Regions from separate parts of the Triticum aestivum genome. Here region 2 is linked to region 1. Evidence: chromatin contacts called from public Hi-C data. All regions are on one chromosome and are shown on one strand. Each heading gives the region's core, a stretch centred on a gene start, on an enhancer-like site or on the middle of the called end of the contact. The rest is flanking DNA. Distances are from core to core; before and after follow the strand shown.

Evidence for each region. Hi-C and Micro-C count contacts between places; a contact is called where the count stands out from the background.
Region 2: a Hi-C map of leaf shows a contact between it and region 1, with 9 times the contacts expected there. The contact joins the promoter of LOC123092915 here to the promoter of LOC123092913 in region 1. A contact is called at or near these places in 2 of 5 Hi-C or Micro-C datasets (both in leaf).

Annotation. Positions count from the first base shown.
Region 1 is chr4B:496,671,992-496,677,886 of IWGSC CS RefSeq v2.1, forward strand. It overlaps LOC123092913 (alpha,alpha-trehalose-phosphate synthase [UDP-forming] 6), which reads left to right and starts at 1,967. Exons shown (of 3, transcript XM_044514770.1): 1 at 1,967-4,578; 2 at 4,955-5,228; 3 at 5,318-5,895. The coding sequence starts at 2,585. The coding sequence ends at 5,662.
Region 2 is chr4B:496,981,436-496,987,026 of IWGSC CS RefSeq v2.1, forward strand. It overlaps LOC123092915 (hexuronate transporter), which reads left to right and starts at 1,826. Exons shown (of 3, transcript XM_044514772.1): 1 at 1,826-2,253; 2 at 2,353-3,080; 3 at 3,166-3,727. The coding sequence starts at 1,933. The coding sequence ends at 3,562. It overlaps LOC123092914 (two-component response regulator ORR21), which reads right to left. Exons shown (of 6, transcript XM_044514771.1): 5 at 4,385-5,591; 6 at 3,876-4,036. The coding sequence ends at 4,408.

The sequences.
Region 1 (5,895 bases), core at 717-3,216:
GTTAGCCTTTTTATGAAATACAATTTAGTTATGCATGATTTGTTGGACTAAAAAAAACTTAGGAAACAATGTTCCTATCCATGCTGCCTATGCGACAAGACTCACATACGTCTATCCGAAGGGCCTCTTCTCTCTATTAGTTGTAAAAATGGCTACATGTGTTAAAGTCGTCCGTAAAATACGATATATGCCTGAAACTGCCGAGTAAAGAATAATATAGAGGTGTAATTTAGAAAATAACATAGTGTAGGTTGCATATGTGAAAAGACAATGCCTCCTCTCATAGTGCACATCTCTCTATAATTGTAAAAGTAGTTACATATGCTATAATCATCCACAAAATACGGTGATGTGGTTAAATCCGCCAAACAAACACGGGCATAGAAGTGCCATGCTTTACATGTGTAATCTATTATTAGCTTTGGTATGAATCGATTTTATTACACGTGAGTTTTTGCGTGGAAACAACTAAGGCCATGTTTGATTGCAAAGTATTTTCTAAGTATTTTAAGAATACTACAATTTTTTTAGATACCGCGGTTTTATTTACTGTGACCTGTTTGGTTAACGCCAAAAACTGTGTTACTAAAACTAGAGTATTTACAAAACTGTAGTAATTTCTCTGCATAATAAAAAGAGCCCTGAACCTCTTTCTTTTTAACAGAGCAAGCGAAAGAAACGAGTCGGTCGCTAGATATTCTCAACAAATTCATCTGGCTATCAAGCCGCCGCTCGATCCCCTGTCATGCGTGTTCTCTAATGCGAATGAGATAGCTAGGCTGGAACGTTGATCATAGAAAGGATCCGAAGCAATCCATAGCTATCCTTTAGAGATCAGCCAAGGTCCGGAGAGGCGATCTCATCTCTTTTAACGAGTACTACTACTAATCACCGCTAAAAGCAATTGCTAGCTACTAGCTACGAATGGATGCACGACCAACAGCTAGCTAGTAAATTTTACAGCATTACGTGGTGTAACCAAACAGGTCCTCTGCATTGTGAATACTTCAAAAAACGTTGTTATATTAAAACCATGGTATTTTGTACATGCATGCTAAATTACTGTAGTTTCTGATACTTTGATTTTTTTAGTACTTTGCTATCAAACAGAGCCTAAGGAAATACTATTTCTATCGATGTTGCATATGTGAAGAGACCTGCATACGTCTATCCAAAGAGCCCTCTTCTTCCCTACTAATTGCGAAAACGACAAATAGATTGAAGCCATCCGCAAAAATAGAATGTAGTGGTCAGAATTCCCTAGTGAACACATGCATAATACGTACATAGAAGTGTAACACTTTAATTTACTATTAGCTTTCTGAGCACGGAGAATTTGTTGCATGAAATCAACTCATGAAATATTTGTTTGTACCGTATGCTGCATATGTGAAAAGACCGTGTTGCGACAGCGCACATGGCAAAAAAAAATCTTCTAGAACCACTAATGCCATAGCTCTTCCATTTGGACCGAGGATCGCACGAATTTACACCGCAATCACAAAATAGCGGGAAACTTTTAATTGCGAATCAGCACACCATTCCTTTTCCAGCCTCTGGAAAAACCCCTGGCCCTTGTGTAAAACGAACCAAGGACAGACACAGAGGGCCACCGATCTCTCTCCGCCGTCCACAGATGGAGTTGCTGCCCCCAGTTGTTTTCCTTGCTGGGGACCGGCCAATAGATCCAAGCAAGCACCACCGGCCAAACACCAAAGCAAGGAAATCTCCGTGCACGACCTCGTCGCCTCCTGTCCCATCCCTCGTCTTTCTTGTAGTAAACCCTCGGCTTTCCTCGCTCGCCTTACCCCCGATCGGCCAGTGGGAAAAGAAAGGCAAGGGAGGAAGAATCGGGAAGCCCCATCAGGCGACGGTCCCTGTCGCTCCCTTGTCCAATCACCACGAGGTGAGCCGCTGTTTGTTCCTATAAAGGGCGTCCGTCCTCACCCGCAGCCGCTCGCCCTCGTGCACCATGGGTAGTTCCACCAGATCGTGTAGAGCCGGAGCAGTCCCGTTTGATAGTATTTGCTGGCAATTTTACCATCATCTGATGATGATGATGATATGTTTGTCGCCCAGAGGAGCGGACCAAATCGGCCTCGTCACAGGCTGAGGAAGATAGCTATCTATCAAGTCTTTCCTGCGGGGAGTGAGCTACACACTTGTCAAGCCAGGGGAATACGGCATCACCAAATTGCACGAAAGGTTTCACCCCTTGTGTCAAAAGTACAAAAAGGCCCTCTTTATCTTTCCCTCCTCTCTCCCTTTCTCTCTCTACAATTAGTGCATCACTCTCAGCTCACTCCACCGGTCCAGAGAGGAGCAAGACACACACCCACCCAACCCAAGCCCCTCCCCCAGGTCGGTCAGGTGGATGCCTTGTTGTTGCTGAGCCCAGGCCTTGGCACCTCCCCACAGACCACTCTCCGCTTCAACTGTCTCGCCAGGAACTGTGTGCCAAAATATCGGCGGCTCCGTTCTTCCTTCTCGCCGATTGAAGCCGCGCCGTTCCTCGCCAAATTCGCCCCCCTTCTCGCCGAATCCCGCATCTTGCTCTCGCGAGAGGTAGTGGTGGTAGGCGGCCATGGTGTCGAGCTCCTACTCCAACCTGTTGGACCTGGCCACCGGCGCGGCGGACCAGGGCCCGGCGCCGGCCGCGCTCGGCGCGCTGCGGCGGCGGCTCCCCAGCGTGGTCACCACGCCGGGGCTCATGGAGGACTCCCCGGCGTCGCCCTCCACGCCGTCCCCGGCGCCGCGCCCGCGCACCATCGTCGTCGCCAACCACCTCCCGATCCGGGCCCACCGCCCGGCGTCGCCGGAGGAGCCCTGGACCTTCTCCTGGGACGAGGACTCGCTGCTCCGCCACCTGCAGAAGAGCTCCTCCTCCCCGTCCATGGAGTTCATCTACATCGGCTGCCTCCGCGAGGACGTCTCGGTCCCCGAGCAGGACGCCGTGGCGCAGGCGCTCCTCGACTCCTACAACTGCGTGCCGGCCTTCCTCCCCGCCGACACCGCCGCGCGCTACTACCACGGCTTCTGCAAGCAGCACCTCTGGCCGCTCTTCCACTACATGCTACCGCTCTCCCCGGACCTCGGCGGCCGCTTCGACCGCCTGCTGTGGCAGGCCTACGTCTCCGCCAACAAGGTGTTCGCCGACAAGGTGCTGGAGGTGATCAACCCGGACGACGACTTCGTGTGGGTGCACGACTACCACCTCATGGTGCTCCCCACCTTCCTCCGCAAGCGCTTCAACCGCATCAAGCTCGGCTTCTTCCTCCACTCGCCCTTCCCCTCCTCCGAGATCTACAAGACGCTGCCCGTCCGGGAGGAGCTCCTCCGCGCGCTCCTCAACTCCGACCTCATCGGCTTCCACACCTTCGACTACGCCCGCCACTTCCTCTCCTGCTGCGGCCGGATGCTCGGCCTCCCCTACGAGTCCAAGCGCGGCCACATTTGCCTCGAGTACTACGGCCGCACCGTCAGCATCAAGATCCTGCCCGTCGGGGTCTACATGGAGCAGCTCAACGCTGTGCTCGCCTTGCCGGAGACGGAAGCCAAGGTCGCGGAGCTCATGGAGACCTACACCGGCAACGGCAGGGTCGTCATGCTCGGCGTCGACGACATGGACATATTCAAGGGGATCAGCCTTAAGCTGCTCGCCATGGAGGAGCTGCTGGGGCAGCACCCCGAGTGGCGGGGCAAGCTGGTGCTGGTGCAGGTCGCGAACCCGGCGAGGGGCCGGGGGAAGGACGTCGCCGGCGTGCAGGAGGAGACCTATGCCATGGTAAAGAGGATCAACGAGGCGTATGGCGCGCCGGGGTACGAGCCGGTGGTGCTGATTGACCAGCCACTGCAGTTCTACGAGCGCGTCGCGTACTATGTCATTGCAGAGGTGTGCCTGGTGACCGCGGTCCGGGACGGCATGAACCTGATCCCCTACGAGTACGTTGCCTCCCGGCAAGGCAACGACAAGCTGGACAGAATACTGCGGCTGTGCAAGCCAGAGGAGAAGAAGAGCATGCTGGTGGTGTCCGAGTTCATCGGGTGCTCCCCGTCGCTCAGCGGCGCCATAAGGGTGAACCCGTGGAACATCGAGGCCGTGGCTGATGCCATGGAGTGCGCCCTTGTGCTGCCTGAGAAGGAGAAGAATCTGCGGCACGACAAGCACTACCGCTACGTGGAGAAGCACGACGTCGGCTACTGGGCCAACAGCTTCCTCCAGGACCTTGAGAGGACCTGCAAGGATCACTCCAACCGGCGGTGCTGGGGAATCGGTTTCGGCCTGCGGTTTAGGGTGGTCTCGCTTGACCTGAGCTTCAGGAAGCTTGCAATGGAGCACATTGTTCAGGCGTACAGGAGGTCGAAGACGCGCGCCATTCTGCTGGACTACGACGGCACGCTGATGCCGCAGGCCATCAACAAGAGCCCCACTGCGAAGTCGGTCCAGATACTCAACAGCTTGTGCCAGGACCAGAGGAATGCGGTGTTCCTTTGCAGCGGGTTCAAACGCTGCACGCTCGACGAGTGGTTCCCTGCCGAGAACCTTGGCATGGCAGCTGAGCACGGCTACTTCATGAGGTATGAGCTTAAGTTAAGGTTTGCTTCGCTTTTATGTACATTCTTGCAAGCTTAGCTCAAACAAATACTTCAAAGTTAGTACAAAGTTGGATCATCTATTTTGAAACGGAGGGAGTACAATTTAGTGGCACATGTATGGAGAAATCTTTTGGTATGTTGCATCATAGGTTCAGTATTCTATGGCTGTGTGCATCGCAATGATGCAGAGGCCCGGGGTCAAGCCTCCTTTTCGAAGAAAATCATAGGTTCATATTCATATTTTGTTGCTATATATGGTGGGCGGCTGCTAAGCTTAACATGATCAGTTGCATTGCATCATTTTAGAAGTGCCTAGTTCTCTGATGTCTAATTTCTGAAATGTGCTGCACTGAAAAAGGCTGAAGAGGGACGCGGAATGGGAGACCTGCATCCCACCCGCAGACTGCAGCTGGATGCAGATTGCAAAGCCGGTGATGGAGCTCTACACCGAGACGACGGACGGTTCGATCATCGAGGAGAGGGACACCGTGCTCGTCTGGAACTACGAGGACGCGGACCCCGACTTCGGGTCATGCCAGGCCAAGGAGCTCGTCGACCACCTCGAGAGCGTGCTCACCAACGAGCCGGTGTCCGTGAAGAGCACCGTGCACTCCGTCGAAGCTAAACCACAGGTGAAGAAGCCTCTCATTTAATCCCATCTCACCCTCTTGGCACGAATCAAACCTCACTGCTTACACACAATTCTTGTGTTGAACAACAGGGCGTGAGCAAGGGCCTGGTGGCGCGGCGCATGCTGGCGGCGCTCCAGGAGAGGGGCATGTGCCCGGACTTCGTGCTCTGCATCGGGGACGACCGCTCCGACGAGGACATGTTCCAGTTCATCACCAGCTCCTCCTGCGCCGACTCGTTCGCGTCCACGGCGGAGGTGTTCGCCTGCACCGTCGGCCGCAAGCCGAGCAAGGCCAAGTACTACCTGGACGACACGGCGGAGGTGGTGAGGCTGATGCAGGGGCTGGCGTACGTCTCCGAGGAGCTCGCGCTGCAGAACCCCGCGCTGGGAGAGGAGGACCCCGAGGACCTGTGGTGCGTCGGCGAGCTGCAGTAGTAGGGAGCTGGAATGAAGCGCATGGGCAGCACAGCAGGAAGGCATTGTCGTGTTGGCAACAGTCTGAGAGGCTTCTGCAGCGTAGTTTAGGTGTACATGAGCTATGCTTTTCATGGTATTTGCTGCACTGCCGGTGGTTTGCTATTAGTAGTATGAGACTTGCTTTAGAGTGTCGTGAGCTCCGTTTGAAAACCTGGTAGTACTAGTTACCGCAACAATAATAATGTCTCTCT
Region 2 (5,591 bases), core at 576-3,075, 310 kb after region 1:
TGGAGACTTTTAGGCGGTAGGAGTCTCCGGGAAGGAATTAACTTGTGGTTTGCACTGAAAGTTTGTGAAGGTTTGGAAGCCGCCTCAATGTCTACCACTACTGGTTGTGAATCGCTTGGTGATATCTCTAGGAGAAGTTGGTGAGCCTTTCCGATGTTGGTGTGCCTTCGTGGTAACATCCACCCCTCCAGCGCCGACTAATTTCCCTCCAAGGAAGTAAATTGGGTTACATCTTCTTCTCCGTGGTTTCCACTTATTTTATACCCAACTCATTTACTTGTGGTTTACTTTGGTCACTCGACCTTGCAAACATCATATAGGTTGTATATGTCATCATAGCATTGTTTAGGTTCACACTTTATGTAGCACAAAAGCTAAACTTGCTCATAAGTGTAGTAAAAAATTAGTTGTCCCTATTCAACCCTCTCTAGGTCCATCTCGGTCAATTAGTTGTCCTATTCAAGCCTCTCCACGTCCATCTCGATCATTCCAATTGATATTAGAGCTTTGCAGTCTTTTACATAGCTTAACCGTCGTAGAGGCAGATGATCACCAAGGAAGTCTCAAGGCCCTCATAGAAGCTTCGAACCCCTTAGCTGAGGGACCCTCGAAAGAGGATAGGCTTTATACATCCACGGCGGGCCAATATGGTGATACATGAGATTGTGAGATTTGGTTTTGTTAACCATTCTGATGATGATGCTCTTGTTAATAGTGTTCTGCCTTGCGTGGTATACGCTTAATGGACGATTATGATATATGGGGTGTTTTTTTAAGTGACATTCTTGTTGTTTCTATGCGCACATGCAAATAACTCATCACATATATGTTCTATGGCTTGTGCTCTCTGCACACGTGCGCGTTAAATATGGATCGTATCGGGACTATTTTTGCAAAATGTGGTGAAACGTGACCACAGTTCTAAAATATCTTCCAAGTTATCACCGCTTCACAAATAGGGGTTCTATGATAGATGAGAATTAACTCAAAATTTTCTATACGGTGCAAAGAGAGCCTTGGCTCAGTGGTTGGGCATGCGTTGTGCAGCCTAGCGACCCGAATTCAATTCCTAGAATTGACAGGTGATGCATAGGGGTTTTCCCCCGTTTATTGAGGATCAAGCTTGGTGTGTGGTAGAACCATACATCAAGAAATATCTTGATACTCATTTAAAAAATTATGAGGACCATGTTTATCTTGGTACTCATACTAAAATGGCCGTATGTATCCCTAGTTGGTGCAGAGGACGGAAAGTGAAATTCTCTCCCATTTTTTCTTTTTTGGCCGCATGCATCATCATGATGCAGAGCCCGGAGGTACGCCTCCATTTCTAAAAAAAACTAGCCTTCGCTATCGAAGCAGTGACGCCGCTACAGTTCTGAAGATCTCATCATTGTGGAACACGAGAGTTCAACGCGTTGCGAATGGCCGTTTAAAACATAGTACGACGCATTCTGTGTTAAACGAGGCTGCTTGTACATGATTCTCTCTCTAATTTAACCCTTTATTGAAATACTACTATGCATGCGTGGGATCTTTCTGAGGGATGCTGTGCAATCTGTTTTGGGTCGGTGATCCGTTGCTGTCGAACATGCCCAGCCTGTGGCGTATGACGTCGATCACCCGTTGAACACATCTCACGCGTTCGTAGCTACTTACAATAATTCAGCGGCACAAGAAGAGAAACGTGCGGCGATGTACATTGTGTGCAATGTCAGAAGAGTGCAAATGCAGTGCACCGTGCCAATAGAACATGCGGTGCGACCGACCAACAAAATCAAATTATCGGCGACTTCTGTTGATCTCATCCCCGTCGAGACTCACTCGAGAGCGGTCCTTATTTACGGGGCTTTTCTTCTGGACTCCCAGAGCGGCCAAGGCGAAGAGGACATCAGAGCGCGTGCGCTGGCTAGGGAGAGGAGGGGCGGGGAAATGGTGAGCACGAGCACCCACACGTCGGTGCAGCGGCGGCGGAGGCAATGGACGCTGGCGCTGGTGACGGTGGCGTCGCTGCTGGAGCGCGCAGACGAGGCGCTACTGCCGGCCGTTTACAGGGAGGTGGGCGCCGAGCTGGGCGCGTCCCCGGCCGCGCTGGGCTCCCTCACGCTGTGCCGCGCGCTCGTCCAGGCCGTGTGCTACCCGCTCGCGGCGTGCGCCGCGGCGCGCCACGACCGCGCGCGCGTCGTGGCTGCGGGCGCCTTCCTCTGGGCCGTCCCCACCATGCTCGTCGGCGTCTCTGGCACTTTTGTCCAGGTCAGCAGCCTCCGCCTCATGGCATGCCTACTACTTGAATACATACTTGTGACGGTGCCAGCTAGAGCTAAAAATGGGACACACGACTACTTTGTACAGATGGCGATCGCGAGAGGGTTTAACGGCGTCGGCCTGGCGCTGGTGGTGCCGGCGATGAACTCCCTGGCGGCCGACTACAGCGACGACACGACGCGCGGCTCGGCGTTCGGGTGGCTGGGGATGGCGAGCCGCGTGGGCGCCATGATGGGGGGCACACTCGGTGTGCTGCTCGCGCCCACGACCTTCCTCGGCGTCCACGGCTGGCGCCTGGCATTCCACATCCTCGCGCTTCTCAGTTTCGCGCTCGCCGTCTCGACGTGGTTCCTCGCCTCGGACCCCCGTCCGCCCAGCGCGTCGGAGAAGAGCACCGCATCGGTGGCCAGGGAACTCCTCGGGGAGGCCAAGGACGTGGTGCGATTGCCGACGTTCCAGATCCTGGTGGCGCAGGGGGTAGCCGGGTCGGTGCCGTGGACGGCGCTCACCTTCGCCGCCATGTGGCTGGAGCTCGTGGGGTTCACGCACTGGGAGACCAGCGTCATCATCAACCTCAACCAGCTGACCGGGGCGCTCGGCTCGCTGTTCGCCGGGCTCATCGGGGACCCCATGGCCCGGCGGTTCCCGAACGCCGGCAGGGTCGCGCTGGCACAGGTGAGCACGGCGTCGACCGTCCCGGTGGCCGCCGTCCTGCTGCTGGCACTGCCCATAGACCCCTCGGCCGGGGCCGCGTACGCCGCCGCCTTCGCCGTCCTGGGCTTCGTCATGCCCTGGTGCCCCCCGGCCACCAACAAGTGAGTGATGCTGGTGGCAGCACTGTTGATTCTTTGCTCGCATGCACTGCTGCTCCGCTGTTTGCTAACTCGGGTCCCTTTGCAGCCCTATACTGGCGGAGATCGTGCCGCAGAAGGCGAGGACGACGGTGTACGCGCTGGACAGGTTCTTCGAGACGATCTTTTCGTCGTTCGCGCCGGCCGTCGTGGGCATCCTGGCGGAGCGGGTCTTCGGATACAAGCCGGCGTCCAGCGCCACCGGTATGGCTGAACGGGAGAACGCCGCCGCGCTGGCGAAGGCTGTCTTCGCGGAGATTGCCGTGCCGATGGCCATCTGCTGCAGCATCTACTCCTTGCTCTACTGCACGTACCCAGCGGACAGAGAGCGCGCGCAGAAGGCGGCTCTGGTTGCGCCAGAAGATCAGGACTGTGAAAATGCTAATTCTAGTACTGCTACTGGGGTAGATGGCTTAAATCAGGCATTGCTAGCCAGAAATGACTAGCAACATATCGAGGACAGACTTGGCTACATGGACAAAAATGTGTATATGTTTTTGTAGGCCCACTCAGGAAGGCAATTTACAGGCTTTACAGCCATATGTTCAAGACAAGATCTCGGATGCAATTCTTAATCCTCTAAACTAAAAATATAAATATGTACCAGATAATATATAGCCTCCCTGATTTCCAGTATCGGAGACGGCAATACAAGTTAGATGAGCAGAAAATATTTTACACAAAAAAAAAATCTGTTAGATGGGACTAAACAAACACACAAGTTAACTAGGCCAAGGAGCTACGGCAGACAGGACCAAATAATTCAAAATTCTTTAAACCGAACAACTTTCTATAAACCAAGATTCAACATGCTGTCACAAATTATTCCCTTTATAAACCAATTACAGAGAAAAAAGAAGATGAAATGAAAAATAAGAGCAACCATTCATCAAACCACTAAATTCTTTCCAGTGATTACCCTGCACAAAGTAAACAATTATGTTAGAAAACAGGTGTTTCAATTATAATCTATAAAGTGAACACATGTTAGAAAAGAGAGTAATCAATATATAAATCTAAGGAGCATAATTAACAGGGGTCCCTAATAGGCTACGGCTAGACTAGCTTGAAGAGTATGTGAAGTTGATAAAAGTTGCTGCAAGAGCTACCAAGTGAAAATAAATAGGATCAATACAACAAATAAATCAATGCATCAAAACTTCAAAAGGAAAGGGAAAGCGAGATGTTGCTAAGCTGACAAAATCTATTATTGTCCAAAAGAAACACTACCATGAATACAACAAAGTTGACTACGAAATGATGCTTACCTACTTACAAATCCAAGAAGCCTTCACATCTGTCCACTAAATCCGAACATGTCAGGGATGTCTCCACTGCTTCCAATGCTGTGACTCAAGCTGTTAGTTGGAGATTCAATCTCATCCACTGCAAAGCGGTTCGGGATGCAAGTACCCTTCCCAACAAATCCAAGATTTTTTCCTCGTCCTTGATCTGGCAATTTCCCCAGGGCTGCATTTGAACTCTGAAAGCTAGACGAACTGGACACTGGCTGACTTGGCCCAACAGTATTTCTATAGCCATCCATATTTTGAAAAGAAGACCAGCCACCTGTGACATCATTTGGACTCTGCAGAAAACCGAACTGTGCATTTTTTGACTGAGAAGACAGCAAGCCGGAATCGATATGGTTGGCATAAGCATAGCTTTGGTTAAGAGAGTCAGTGCTCTCAGTCTTTAGAACACCGGGTGGTTTAGAGCCCACTCCCATTGGATTCTGATTAACCAGATATGGAGTATTGCCAGTTTGAAAGCTACTTATTCCTTGTGATGACATCACATTTGAGTTTCTATTCATGAGACCAGGAAGATTTCCTCCATGGCTACTAATGAAAGGCTGACTGGTTGAAGCTTGGTTAATCAGATCAATCCCACCTAACAGACTGTTTGATGATTGAGAAGTTGGGAGAACAAGTTCAGGCTTCATGGATGGAGGAATGCCTGTTAGAAAACCTGACGATTGAGAAGGTATAATCAAGGAATTTTGATTAGGAGAGAGACCCTCGCTAGCTGGGAAAGTATTTAATGACTGAGATGGCATAACTATGCCGGAAGGTTTGACATCTAGAGTGTGAAGGGTTCCCGACAGCATGGTATCTGGCTGCTGTTGCAATTCGTGCAAGACCATATTGCTATTCTGAGAATTATTCACATTACCCAGTGCGCTCATTGAATCTGACATACCAAGTTTGTTATTGGGCCAAGCTGAAAAAGAAGGCATTCTTCCAACTGCAGAGCTGTTTTGGGGTAATGCCGCATATGAATTATTCTGGACCTTGTATATCGGCTGCCCAAATGCTATTTGCTCTCCATGAGGCTTATTTCCTTTGACTGCAGCAAGTCGTAAAGATGACTGGTCCCTTCCAGGCAACACCAGGCTGTTTGTAGGTCGTCCTAGGAGCTCATCCTGCAAAGCTGCCAGGGCTTGAGGAGGGATTTGACCTGAAGCAGCCAAAG